Regions from separate parts of the Zea mays genome. Here all the other regions are linked to region 1. A link is a contact called in public Hi-C data. All regions are on one chromosome and are shown on one strand. Each heading gives the region's core, a stretch centred on a gene start, on an enhancer-like site or on the middle of the called end of the contact. The rest is flanking DNA. Distances are from core to core; before and after follow the strand shown. Region 1 holds the start of LOC103626352 (cytochrome P450 716A1). Region 2 has its middle 12 kb from the start of LOC103628200. Region 3 holds the start of LOC100383057 (O-fucosyltransferase family protein).

Region 1 (3,900 bases), core at 370-2,869:
TTCCACCTGAAGCGCGTCACGATGTGGTGCACGGTCACCAGCGTCTCCACCCTGGCGAACTCGTTCCCGGGGCAGACGCGCGCGCCGCCACCGAACGGCACGAAGGCGAAGGGTGGCACCGCCGACGGGTTCTCGAACCGAGCTGGGTCGAACCTGCCGGGCTCCGGGAAGATGGCCGGGTCCCAGTGCGTCATGTTGGCCGCGTGGATCACCTGCCAGCCCTTGGGTATGAGGTAGCCTCCGTACTCGACGTCGTCCACCGTCTTCCTCGTCATGGTGAACACCGGAGGCACCATCCGCAGCGTCTCCATCGCCGCCAACCAGGTGTACCGCATCCTGCCGAGGTCCTCCCACGACAGAGCCTCCCCGGCCACCTTGCTCCGCGCAATCTCTTCTTGCTCTGATCGAATTCATTCCATCGTTCATGGATTAGAACAACCCATCAGCGTCAGCGTGTATGCTGGAGCTAGCTATGACGAAGCTAATTACCCTGGACAACTCTGTCGTAAGCTTCCTTGTCGGCGTCGAGCTGCCGGATGAGGAAGGTGAGGAGGGCGGCGGTGGTGTCGTGTGCGGCGACCATGAGAAACATGACGTTGTCGATGATCTCCTCGTCGGGCAGGCCCTCCGTGAGCATAAGGGTGACAACGTCGCTGGCCAGCGAGCTCTCCCCACGCTCCAGCTTGGCCCTCCTCTCCTGGATGACCCCGGCGACGGCGCGGCGCCCACGCTGGCTCGCGGCGAGGCACCGGCTGTATGCGGTGAAGGGCAGGTTGACCGGGACCGCCCAGATGCCCCTCACCAGCTCCTGGAACTCAGTCCAAAGATCCCGGCGGACGGCACCCGTCCCGAGGCCGAAGATGGCGGTGCACATGACGTCGAAGGTGAGTGACTTCATGGACGGCATCACGGCCACGGTGCCACGGCCGCGCCACTCCGCGTCGAGGTGGCGCCGGACCTCGCCGTCCATGCTGGCGACGTGCCTCTTGACGGCGTCCACTCTGAGGAACTGCATCATCATGGCCCTGACGCGGCGGTGCTCGTCGCCGACCACATCCCTGATCGTCCGGCGGCCGACCATCCGAGCGAAGGACTCGGGGGTCTTGGCGGTCACCGCGGCGCTGGCGAAGATGAACTTGTTGGCAGAGGTGCCAACGAGGAAGGCCGTCGGGCAGCCGAAGAGGCGCAACCGCGACACAGGCCCGTACATGGCTAACCACCGCCGGAGCCAGTCGTCGGCGGTGTTGGCGCGGAGGGCGCGGACCAGGCTGAGCGTCTGCCCGATGAAAGGCAGACCGAATGAGCCGGGAGGCAGGGGTGCCTTCGGATTCGTCTTGCCGCCGGCACTGGCATAGAGGAGGCGGAGCAGTACTGGGAGCGATGCTACAACCGCGAAGATGACGGCAACTGCAACTGCAACCGCCGATGTCGCCGGAGCAGCATCCATTGCTTCCGACCAACCCAAGAGCTTTCACTTTGCAGTAGCACTTCCTTGTTAGGTTCCTACTCCACATGAAAATATTACTGGAGTAGCGTACAATTCTTTTGAGGTGATGTAATGCCTTTTGGTTGAAAGGTGGATGCCATTGGAGTAGGGACAAGATGATTAGTCATTAGTCAGCATATGATGACAACATAATCATAAAAAAGAATACATGACGATGAAACAGCGCAGCGTTCCTTTTACTAGGTTGTTGCCTGTTGAAACCTAAACACAGATAAATACTTCTCGGTATTAAGGGACTAATTTTTAGTCTTTTTATTTTATTCTATTTATTCTCTAAATTGTTAAATATAAAAACTGAAATAGAGTGTTAGTTCTATGTTTAATAATTTAGAAACTAAAATAGAATAAATTAGAACTAAAAATTAGTCTCTAGAAATCAAATACACTCTAAAAATTATGTTGACGACTAATTAGATCATACATGAGCTAAAGTTAGTTCGTCAAGTCATTATGGATTAGATTAGATCATACATGAGCTAGAGTTAGATCGTCAAGTTATTACGGATGGGAGAACACGGCTAAATACACATTTAGTCCTTGTTCGGTTGTTACTACGCCACATGGATTGGATGTGATTTGAGAAAAAAAATATTTTAACTTGCTATGGATTTAAACTCATCCATTCTCCTCCAATCCACATGGATTGAGATAAAAACGAACAGACCTTACAAAACGTAGAACAAATATATTTATGAGGAAATCATCAAACCATAATCAATCACGCTTATGTGACCAAGAACTATGTTTTCGAGCAAACTAGTAAACATGGAAGAACCTATCAGGGCAAGGATATCATTGGGTTGTCCTAGGTCAGTCAACATGCCTAAAGCGTCATCGTTTATAGTATGTTCATCGAACACTGAACAACAATGTAGAGCTCAGCTCGTTAGAAGGGCAAAAGAGAGGCAGTAGATTTTTTTGTTCAATTGGGGACATTAGATACCTTAATTGGTCATGATCCTTGCAATATAGAGAGATGGTTATCTTATTCCAGTAGTAAACTACTCCAAAAATATGTTTTCCAATTTCCCATGTCAAAAATTGATTTTAAAATAAATCGGTTTGGAATTTAGGCAAACCCGCCCTGGCAAGCTTTCACGGGCCTCGATGTTGTGGCTAGGCCCACAACATGTTACCAAGCCAGACCCACTTTACTGCAACATGGCCAACCTTTTGTAACACCTAAAAATCCTAAATTTGAGATTAATAAAAGAAATCAAAGTAAAGTATTTCTAATGAATAATTATACTTTAGAATTCAACCTTTCTAAAATAAATAATAATGTTAAAAAAATAAAATAGAAACAGAAAATTCAGTTAGTGAGTTTCAAGAAATAGCCAAATAGGTAATAGAAAGAGTTTTGGTTTATTAGAATAGATTATCCTCTTTGAGGACTATACAAAATATTCTTTATGTATTAAAGTAAATCTTGATAGAGATTATATAATATATTTCCCTAAAACTAAAACAAATAGGTAAATATTGAATCATTGAATGAAACCTTAGTTGACTACAAATTTAAAATAATGATTTATTAATAGTGTATGTGTTGTGTATTTTTGAGCATTTGTTTAAATAAATAATTAATATATATAATAAAACTTTCATTTGCATGCTGGAGTTTTTATGATTGTGCATATTTCAATTTGAGCCTCAAACTCTGATTTGAATTTGAAATTTGCAAATTAAAATAGAAAGCGGAAAATAAAAAAAAGGAAAAGAAAGCCTACCCGCGCTTGGGCCGAGTTCTCCCTTCTCGGTCCATTTTCCCTACCGCACAGACGGTCTAGCTTCGTGGGAGCACGTCTAGCCGCCTGTGGCTGACGCGGGGGCCTCATGTGTTAGCCGGATACCCCTCCTCACGTGTTAAGTCGTTGCGCCTGGGGTCGACCTGTCAGAAGAGCCCCGCCGCTCGCGTGTGGTACCGCCTCAGCAAGACCGTCCCTATCCTCTCGCGCTAGCTCTCCTCCACGGAGCTGTTACGAACCAAAAATCCGGTCGAGTTTCTCGACGGGGTCCGTTATCCTCTCCACGCTGCCTATATTATATATATACCGACCCCCCGACGCCCTGGTGACTACTCGATCCATCAAGCCGGTGGGCGCATGACCAACTCAGAAGGCGCCAGCCACCATTACCACCGAGACCCCGCCGCCGGCAAACCGATGTTGCGTCGTCGCTGCACCTTTGGTGATGGGTCGTGTAGCTTCGTTGATTGGGTTTCCATAGAGATGCTCGTAACTTCTCTAGGCTCGGTTGGTGGTCGAAATGGTCTGGATTCCTCGCTGGCGTGGAACTCCACCACGGATCTGCACTCCACCGCTCAACGTTGCGTGATCGCCGGTAAGGCATGTCCCATTAAGTGCTGTTTGGTTTGGTCTTTTTGTCCCGGC
Region 2 (3,900 bases), core at 444-2,943, 250 kb before region 1:
TCCTTAGAGATGGTGGCAATGGAAATCCTTGCAAAACATGGTTGGAGTTCTAATGCCAGATTAAAGGACGCTTGATTCGAGAACAAGTTCTTGTCAAGAATGTTATTTTTTTAATGATGCATGTTTTATTAATTTTCAATCTGCAATGCCGTATGTAGGAAACTACAAAAGGCTGGAACATTTTTTGTTTCCATTATAAAAAAAAGTGTCCTACACACAAGATTAATTTTAGGCAAAAGTCACATATTTAAATTGAGCCAAACTTGTATCAAATTTATATTGTTGATTTTATTTTTTTATTACGCTAGCTTTCTATTATGAATTTTTTATTTGATATATATTTGGTCAAATCCAATTAAATACAAAAAAATAGTTCTCTAATTTTCATAGTTTTTACCCATGTACATGTTGTTTTCGATTGTCACGCGCCAATGGATAAACAATGAACCTTTTCACAAAGAATGAGAATAAGATTCCAACAATACCACTCAGTCTACTACTAGCTTTCATGTTTGTCATATTTGTTGGTCATAGTTCTTTAATAAACTGACTCAATGACTGCCACCGTTTATGAGCATGTATTAGGCTCTGTTTGTTTTAGATTATAATCTCTTCAGATTATATAATCCAGCGCAAATAATCCAGTAGGTAAACAAACACCTAAATTATAGGTTCAGATTATGATAATCTCATAATCACCTCAAAAGTAGCTTATTTAAGATTATTTTGGTAAAAGACCCACTATCCATGGTTATGTAAATAGAAATTACAATATATGCCATCCTTTTTTCTCAGCTCAAATAAACAAATAAGGGCATTGTTGTCTTGGTGAATAATCTACATTTGTATAACCTAAACTACCAAACAACTATATTTAGATTATAATCTTAATTATATAATTTAAATTATAATCCAGATTATATAATCTATAAGATGAAACAAGCAGTCACTTAGTCTGTCTTTGGTCATAGTCTCTTTGGTTTATGAGCACGTACTAGTCTGCCACCGTTTCATGTTTGTGGATTCGGAACCCGGAAAAAAAATCAGAATGCTCGCAAGCCATAGGGGCGTGCTAGGATATAATTTGGTTGTCCATCTCAAGTTTGCTTACGTATCTGAGTCCAGATCTTCAGGCGGCGGCGTTGCTGTGAAGGCAAGGGGTACTGACTCCATGTCGCCGTCACCGTCGGCCACCGCCGCGTCGAAGTCGGAGGTTCGGACTGTCGGAGGAGGTGGCGAACCGCTGCAGGTCGTAGACCGTCGTGTACGAACGAGGGCGGTGAAGTTGGAGCCGGCCGGTGGTAAAGGCAGAGATGTCGCCGACGCGGTGCAGGCGTGGTGGACATGAATAAGAGGACGCAGACAGCGGCGACCATGGCTGCCCGCCTCCGCCAGGTTGCTCTGCTCCAGGCTCCAGCGCCACAGCGCCAGCAGGTTGCGCAGGAGATGCGACGTCTCGCCGTCGATCTTCAGGCGGGGGGATCTCCATCGGCTCGTCGCCGAGCGCCACCGGCCGAACCGACGCGACGCTGCTTGCCTTGCCCGGGAGGGGAGACGAGAATTCGGACAAAGATCAGAAAAATGGCAAGCCCCCTCCTCGTTTTAATTTGGTTGCGCATCTCAGGTTGCTTGCACGGGACGCTTCACCCAGCGTACACAGCCACCTGGCACCTGGTGCGGACAGGACCCTCCATCCTCATCCACTTTCATCAGGTACCTATAAATATAGAGCCACCTCGTCGACACAGCAGTACAGCACCCTCCATCATCCACCGGCTACAGACGCCCTCCAGCATCCACCGTCTACAGACGCGCTGCAAGATCAGTACTCTGATCGAACCACCACGGGATGGCGTGCTCTATAGCAGCGACGGCGGCGTCCACATCCAATCTATGCCACCCCACGCCACAGCTTTCTCCATGGGCACGACCGTACCATCCTGGCCGCGTCGTCCTGGTGCAATGGTCGCCGCCACCTCGCGGCTGGTGCAAGCTCAACTTCGACGGATCCGTCTACCACGATGGTTCGGCGCGAGCCAGCATCGGCGGCGCCATCCGCGACAGCGCCGGCCGTGTCGTGCTCGCGTTCGCCGAGCCGACGGAGCACTCTACGGTGGGCATAGTGGAGGCGCGCGCGATGATCCGCGGCCTCCGCCTGGCGCTTGGGCTTAACCTGCAGCGGCTGGTGGTCGAGGGCGACGACCTCGTGCTGGTACAGCTGCTCCGCGGCGAGGACACGCAGACGCGGATCCCCGTGGCGTTGCAGGAGGAGATCCATGGACTGCTTCGCCGTTTCCAAGAATGCGACGTGAGGCACGTGTACCGAGAGGGGAACCAGGTGGCGCATACCCTCTGCCGCCAGGCCTACCACTGCCCCGGCGTGTGGTCAGGGATCGTGTCGTCCGTCGTGTTTGACAAGGCGGAGGAAGACCGGCGCGGCGTGTTGCATGAGCGCGCGGTGGTCCGATAGATGAAAGGAAGTTGCAGAGTTTCACGTACGGCGGCGTTCTGCAGAATGGAGCATATGGGAGCACGGGGAGAGTGAACTCCTGTCCATGGTGTCACGATCGATCAGCGCCAAGAACCGTGAGCACGCAAGCTTGGTAGATGGAAGGCAACGCCAAGGCCGGCCATGCATGCAAGAAGAACATGCGGACAAACCGACAAAGCATCAGCAACGACGAGAGTTGAAGCGCAAAAAAATCTTCTAAAGGCTACTTTGGATACTTTCTCATCTCATATGCGGTTTCATGTTTATCGACCATCATGACTAGTTGACTACCATTCTGGTGGATTGCCATTAAAAGAGTAGTTCCATTTTTTATGTATATTTCGTATCATTCAAATTACCATTTTTAATATAGAAGGTTGTTCATGATTCCTGAAAATCCGTCCAGTTCTAACAAGCATGCTATATATAATGCGTTTGTGTTCAGAACTTCCAGACGGTACGGTAAGGAAATGAGGGATTATATGTCAATACCCGTTGCAAAACAACAACTTTCTAATTCAAGAAAATCTCAATTACACATTCTGTTGAGCAGAAAAAACAGCAACTTTCCAACAACCCACAATAATCAAATACGCATCGGACATTGTGATGCTGCCTTAGAGCCCGTTTGTAGCAGTAAACGCAAACCCACAATTCAGTTGCCTAATAACGAACTTCCCTAACATAGTCCATGAATGCTACTTCACTTTCGAGTAGAAGTCCTGAACACGACCAAAAAGGACGCCCATGTGTGAGAATAAACGACCGCATCTAATTGGAAAAAATAAAGTTTAAGGGAATGTCAAAATAAAAAGACAAGGCGGCTTAAAATGCTCACACCTTTGGAGTCTTCATCTTCTTCATTTGACCTCTCACATTCATCCCCATCACTGGAAATCTGAGCATCAACCATGTCACGTAAAAGAATAACATGGTCAGAATACACATGATATCCAGTGCTGGTAGAAATGCATCTGCACTTACCGGAATAATGCCTAGTTTTAGGTTGAAAAAGGTACAAGGCTCGTGAAACGAATAGCAGATTCATACCAATAGTAGTATAATAAACATAAGGAAAAAAGTATAATCGTATACATAAGAAATCTGGTCCACAATATATGATTACCTAGGTTACCTTCAGTAATACTCCCTCCGTTTCGTTTTAGTTGTCGCTGGATAGTGCAAAATTGAACTATCCAGCGACAACTAAAAAAACGGAGGAAGTACAACAAAATGAGTTATGTCACATGTACAATGAGGATATCGGATAAATAGCACCATAAACTAAGCATGTATATGTATATATATGAATCAGTCACAATGCAGAGAGAGAAATGCAATATTAACTCTTAAACAAAATGCACATAGAACAAGGATATATACCATCTGCTTTTGGGAATAATGGAATA
Region 3 (3,900 bases), core at 730-3,229, 160 kb before region 1:
GGTATCGCCTCGCTCTCGCGCGCGCTCTCGCACACGTCCGGGAGAGAGGCGGACGAGAGACAGGCGAGAGATAGACAAGGCGATGAGTGCACGGGTGAGAGGGATAGGCGAGAGCGAGGTGGTAGCTTCCTATTGGTCCACGTGGCGCCACGTGTGCTAGCCGTTGCAACTGGCCGTTTTTGACCGTTTGGAGTCCAAAAGATTCAAAAACAAATTGCAAAAAATCACAAATTTATCCCAATCCCTCTATAAATACCCTACCTGGGTGGAGCTCATTTGACACACCATTTCATCTCATTTCTCTCTTGAAACTCGCCTTTTCTACTCATCTCCACGTAATATCTTCCTCGAGCACGAACTCAAGTGAAGGAGCCGAAGGTGCAATGTGTAATGCATTGTAAGCAGCAATGGATGAGTCTATGCTCAACCTCAATGAAGAGTCATCGACGTTACATCAATCGTGATCGTGAGTCTGCCCATGATCGGCTTCATCAAGACTACTTCACCGATGACTGTGTGTATCCTTCGAATTACTTTTGGCGCAGGTATCACATGAGGCGACAATTGTTTTAGTACTATGCATAGATTAGGTAAATACTCTCTGTATTTCACCCAAAGAGAAGATGATCTGGGTCGACTTGGTCTCTCTCTCCTACAAAAGTGCATCGCAGCTCTGCACTTGTTAGCCTATGGATTCGTTGTATATTCGATAGATGAGTACTTAAAGCTAGCTAGATCGACTACATTAGAGTGTCTAGAGAAGTTTTGTGAGGGTATCATTCATTGTTATGGGGAGGAGTTCTGTCGTCAACCAAATGTCGCTGATACTCAGCGTCTACAAGCAAAAGCAGAAGACTGTGGCTTTCCAGGCATGCTAGGGAGTATTGATTGCATGCAATGGCAATGGAGGAATTGTCCGGTCGCCTATGTCGGTCAATTCACAAGGACAGATATCAAACATCCCACTATCATCTTAGAAGTCGTTGCATCGTATGATCGATGGATCTTGCATGCATTTTTGGGCGGTCGGGTCCAACAATGACATTAACGTACTCAATTAGTCGCCATTATTCAAGGATGTCCTTCAAGGTCAAGCACCCATAGTGAACTTCATTGTTAATGGACACAAATACAATATGGGATACTATCTTACCGATGGCATATACCCTTCCTGGCCAGTGTTCATCAAGGGTATTCCTCTTCCATAAAGTGAGAAACATCAGTTATTCACAAATGCTCAAGCAACATGCCGCAAAGATGTCGAGTGCGCTTTTGGGGTGTTGAAATCTCGGTTCAACATTATAGCAGTTCCTGGACGTTCATACTCTCAACATACTCTTGGTTTGATCATGTGTGCATGTGTCATTTTGCACAAGATGATCATCGATGACGAGCGTGATACCGATTTGGATGAGACATATGAGACAGTTGATTCTACCGTCGGCCCATTAGTCTACTACAATGCAACCGCGAGCCTAGCATCCAGGATTTAAATGGACAACGAGATGACGAACACATCGATGTAGACACAACTCCTAAATGATTTGGTTGAGCATGTATGATGACATAATAATCATTAGATTTATATAATTTTCTATTAATTATTATATATTTTAATTGTCATGTACTTTCTTTGAATTATTGTGTACTTTGTATTTTAATTTTTATAAAAATGTTGTGTGATTTTTGAGTGCTAAAATAAATGTATGTGAATTACTTAATGTTGAAATAGAAAAATTGATGTAGCTATAGACTGAGGTTACTGTGCACTGGAGTAGGGCGCGAGAATGAAGTGAGGGCTGACTTGACTGACCGAGAGATGGTGAACTAGAAACACGCTAAGGTCTACAAGACTACAACAGGGCTGTGTGGGCCTGACTGGGTAGTTTGTTCCCCGTTGTTTTTTCGAACCCGACCCAACTCTGTCCTCACTTCTCTCGGGAGCCGGGACTCGGGAGATTACTTCGCCGCCGTCGCCTCGCCTCCGCAACCGCGACACGACACACACCAGCGCCGCCACCGCGGAAGGAGCAAGGTTGAAGAAGAAGCGGCACCCGCCACAGATACGCCGCGCGGCGGCGCCATGGCCGAGCTGCGGCACGCCACGGCGGCGACCCGCGCCACCAGTTCCCCATCCAAGCGCGACGCCGAGGCCGCGTCCGCGTCCTCGCCCTTGGTCGCGTCCCCCCGCGTCGACGGCGGCAAGGACGGCCTCCGCCCCCAGCCAAGGTGGTCACTCCCGCCCCCCCTTCCGCTCCCTCCTCGCGCTCGAGGACCCCAGGTCCCCCACGGCTTCCGCCTCCTACCGGATTCTCGTCGCCGCAATCGCCTGCTTCGCGCTCACTGCGCTCTTCTTCGCGCCTTTCGTCTGGACACGCCTCGTCAGTTCTTGGCTCCCTGATCGCTTCCTCTCGTATCATATTCGTTACGTTTCATCGAGATATCAGACTCGCTGCTTACGCTCGTGCTGCTGCTGGACCCTAGAACGCGCCGTACCTGTGCCGCAAGGAGGGGATTCGGCTCCACTGCCCCAGGGTAAAGAGGCCTTCACTTGAGCAACGCATTCAGGGGAACCTGATTGTGCATGCAATGTGATTGGAGCCTGAATGTGATTTTGTTTGGCTTGGTGTTATGATGTAGGTGAGGCAGCGGGACTCTCTGTGGGAGAATCCTCATGCTGCAGCAACTTGGTGGAAGCCGTGTGCTGAGCGTCAGAGTCATGAAGTCTCAGGCAAGTACAAAATCAGAGTGTTCTGGCTAAAAGTTTGATGCTAATTGGGTGGCTGCTTTAGTTGCATCCTAGTTTGCTGTATTTATGACCCTGATTTGTTATTAGTGACTTGGATGTGAGCCATGACAGTTTTTCATTTGATGACGTGCCACTCTTAGTCTGGAATTACACTGGTTGGAGAAAATAATCATGGATGTGCAATCTGTATAACCGCAGAGTAAATTTTAAATAGGACAATTATGCCAAGAAAAAAGTTATGATGTTGTCACGCCCAGCATCTGTATAAAAGTTAATCTATCTGAATCAAATCGGAGTCTAAATAGGCTCAGCCAATTTGTTAGCACATCTTAAGCTTGAAGAGATAACTTAAGCACCTGCCAATTTTTTTACCAAAGCACCATGTCTAGGATCTCAATTGTGCATGGCTATATGCCCTCTTAGGAAAGAATTTTAACTTTGTAAGCCATGACTTTTCAAATCACGTTAGTTCCTCATTATTATTTTTGTTTACCAAGCAGCAACTTAGCACAAGACATTCACTTGAAAAGCTATGGTTCAATCCTGACAATAACCAGTTTGATCTCTATTTTGCAGACCTCGTGTCAGAGAATGAAACTTCTGGGTTTATATTTATTCATGCCGAGGGTGGATTAAACCAGCAACGTATAGCTGTATGTATGTGCCTTTCACAATTTTGCCCTTTGAGTAGTTGTCTTGTAAAGAGTAAACTCTTGACTGATTCCACTATTTAGACTGGAAATGGAAAATGTTAACGTAACTAAACTTTTTTTTCTACTTTCTAATTTTTCTTTATGATGTTTCGTTCTTAATATTATAGTTCAGAAGATCATCATCCTGTTGCCAGATTTTTTTGTCTTCATGTTATCTTAGTAGCATTGCACATTTATTAATTTTGTTGGGATATATGATTTGTTTACAGATATGTAATGCTGTTGCAATTGCTAAGATAATGAATGCCACACTTATTCTGCCAGTGCTAAAGCAGGACCAAATATGGAAAGATCAAACGTAAGTGATGAACTATGATTTCCTTTTAAACAACTTATGGTTACCCTTTTCGTTTACATTATGTGTTCTCTTTTTGTGATTCCTGTAGTAGTTGAGAACTTATATCTCTTTGTGCAGGAAATTCGAAGACATCTTTGATG

Evidence for each region. A called contact is a pair of places that touch in the nucleus more often than the background predicts.
Region 2: a contact with region 1 is called in a Hi-C map of ear, with 2.7 times the contacts expected there. The contact joins the enhancer-like site here to the promoter of LOC103626352 in region 1. A contact is called at or near these places in 2 of 25 Hi-C or Micro-C datasets (ear and tassel).
Region 3: a contact with region 1 is called in a Hi-C map of root tip, with 4 times the contacts expected there. The contact joins the promoter of LOC100383057 here to the promoter of LOC103626352 in region 1. A contact is called at or near these places in 10 of 25 Hi-C or Micro-C datasets (bundle sheath, ear, leaf and 2 more).

What each region holds. Positions count from the first base shown.
Region 1 is chr5:53,057,108-53,061,007 of Zm-B73-REFERENCE-NAM-5.0, forward strand. It overlaps LOC103626352 (cytochrome P450 716A1), which reads right to left and starts at 1,620. Exons shown (of 2, transcript XM_008646758.4): 1 at 490-1,620; 2 at 1-400. The coding sequence starts at 1,447.
Region 2 is chr5:52,804,683-52,808,582 of Zm-B73-REFERENCE-NAM-5.0, forward strand. It overlaps LOC103626349. Among protein-coding and RNA genes, the nearest start is that of LOC103628200, 12 kb to the left of the region's middle. Within about 2 kb of position 1,694, at least 6 of the 20 cell types and tissues checked have an H3K27ac peak or open chromatin away from gene starts, as enhancers often do. A contact at or near this core is called in ear, where this site is marked.
Region 3 is chr5:52,900,540-52,904,439 of Zm-B73-REFERENCE-NAM-5.0, forward strand. It overlaps LOC100383057 (O-fucosyltransferase family protein), which reads left to right and starts at 1,980. Exons shown (of 11, transcript NM_001175733.1): 1 at 1,980-2,229; 2 at 2,485-2,535; 3 at 2,641-2,731; 4 at 3,326-3,402; 5 at 3,672-3,760; 6 at 3,878-3,900. The coding sequence starts at 3,702.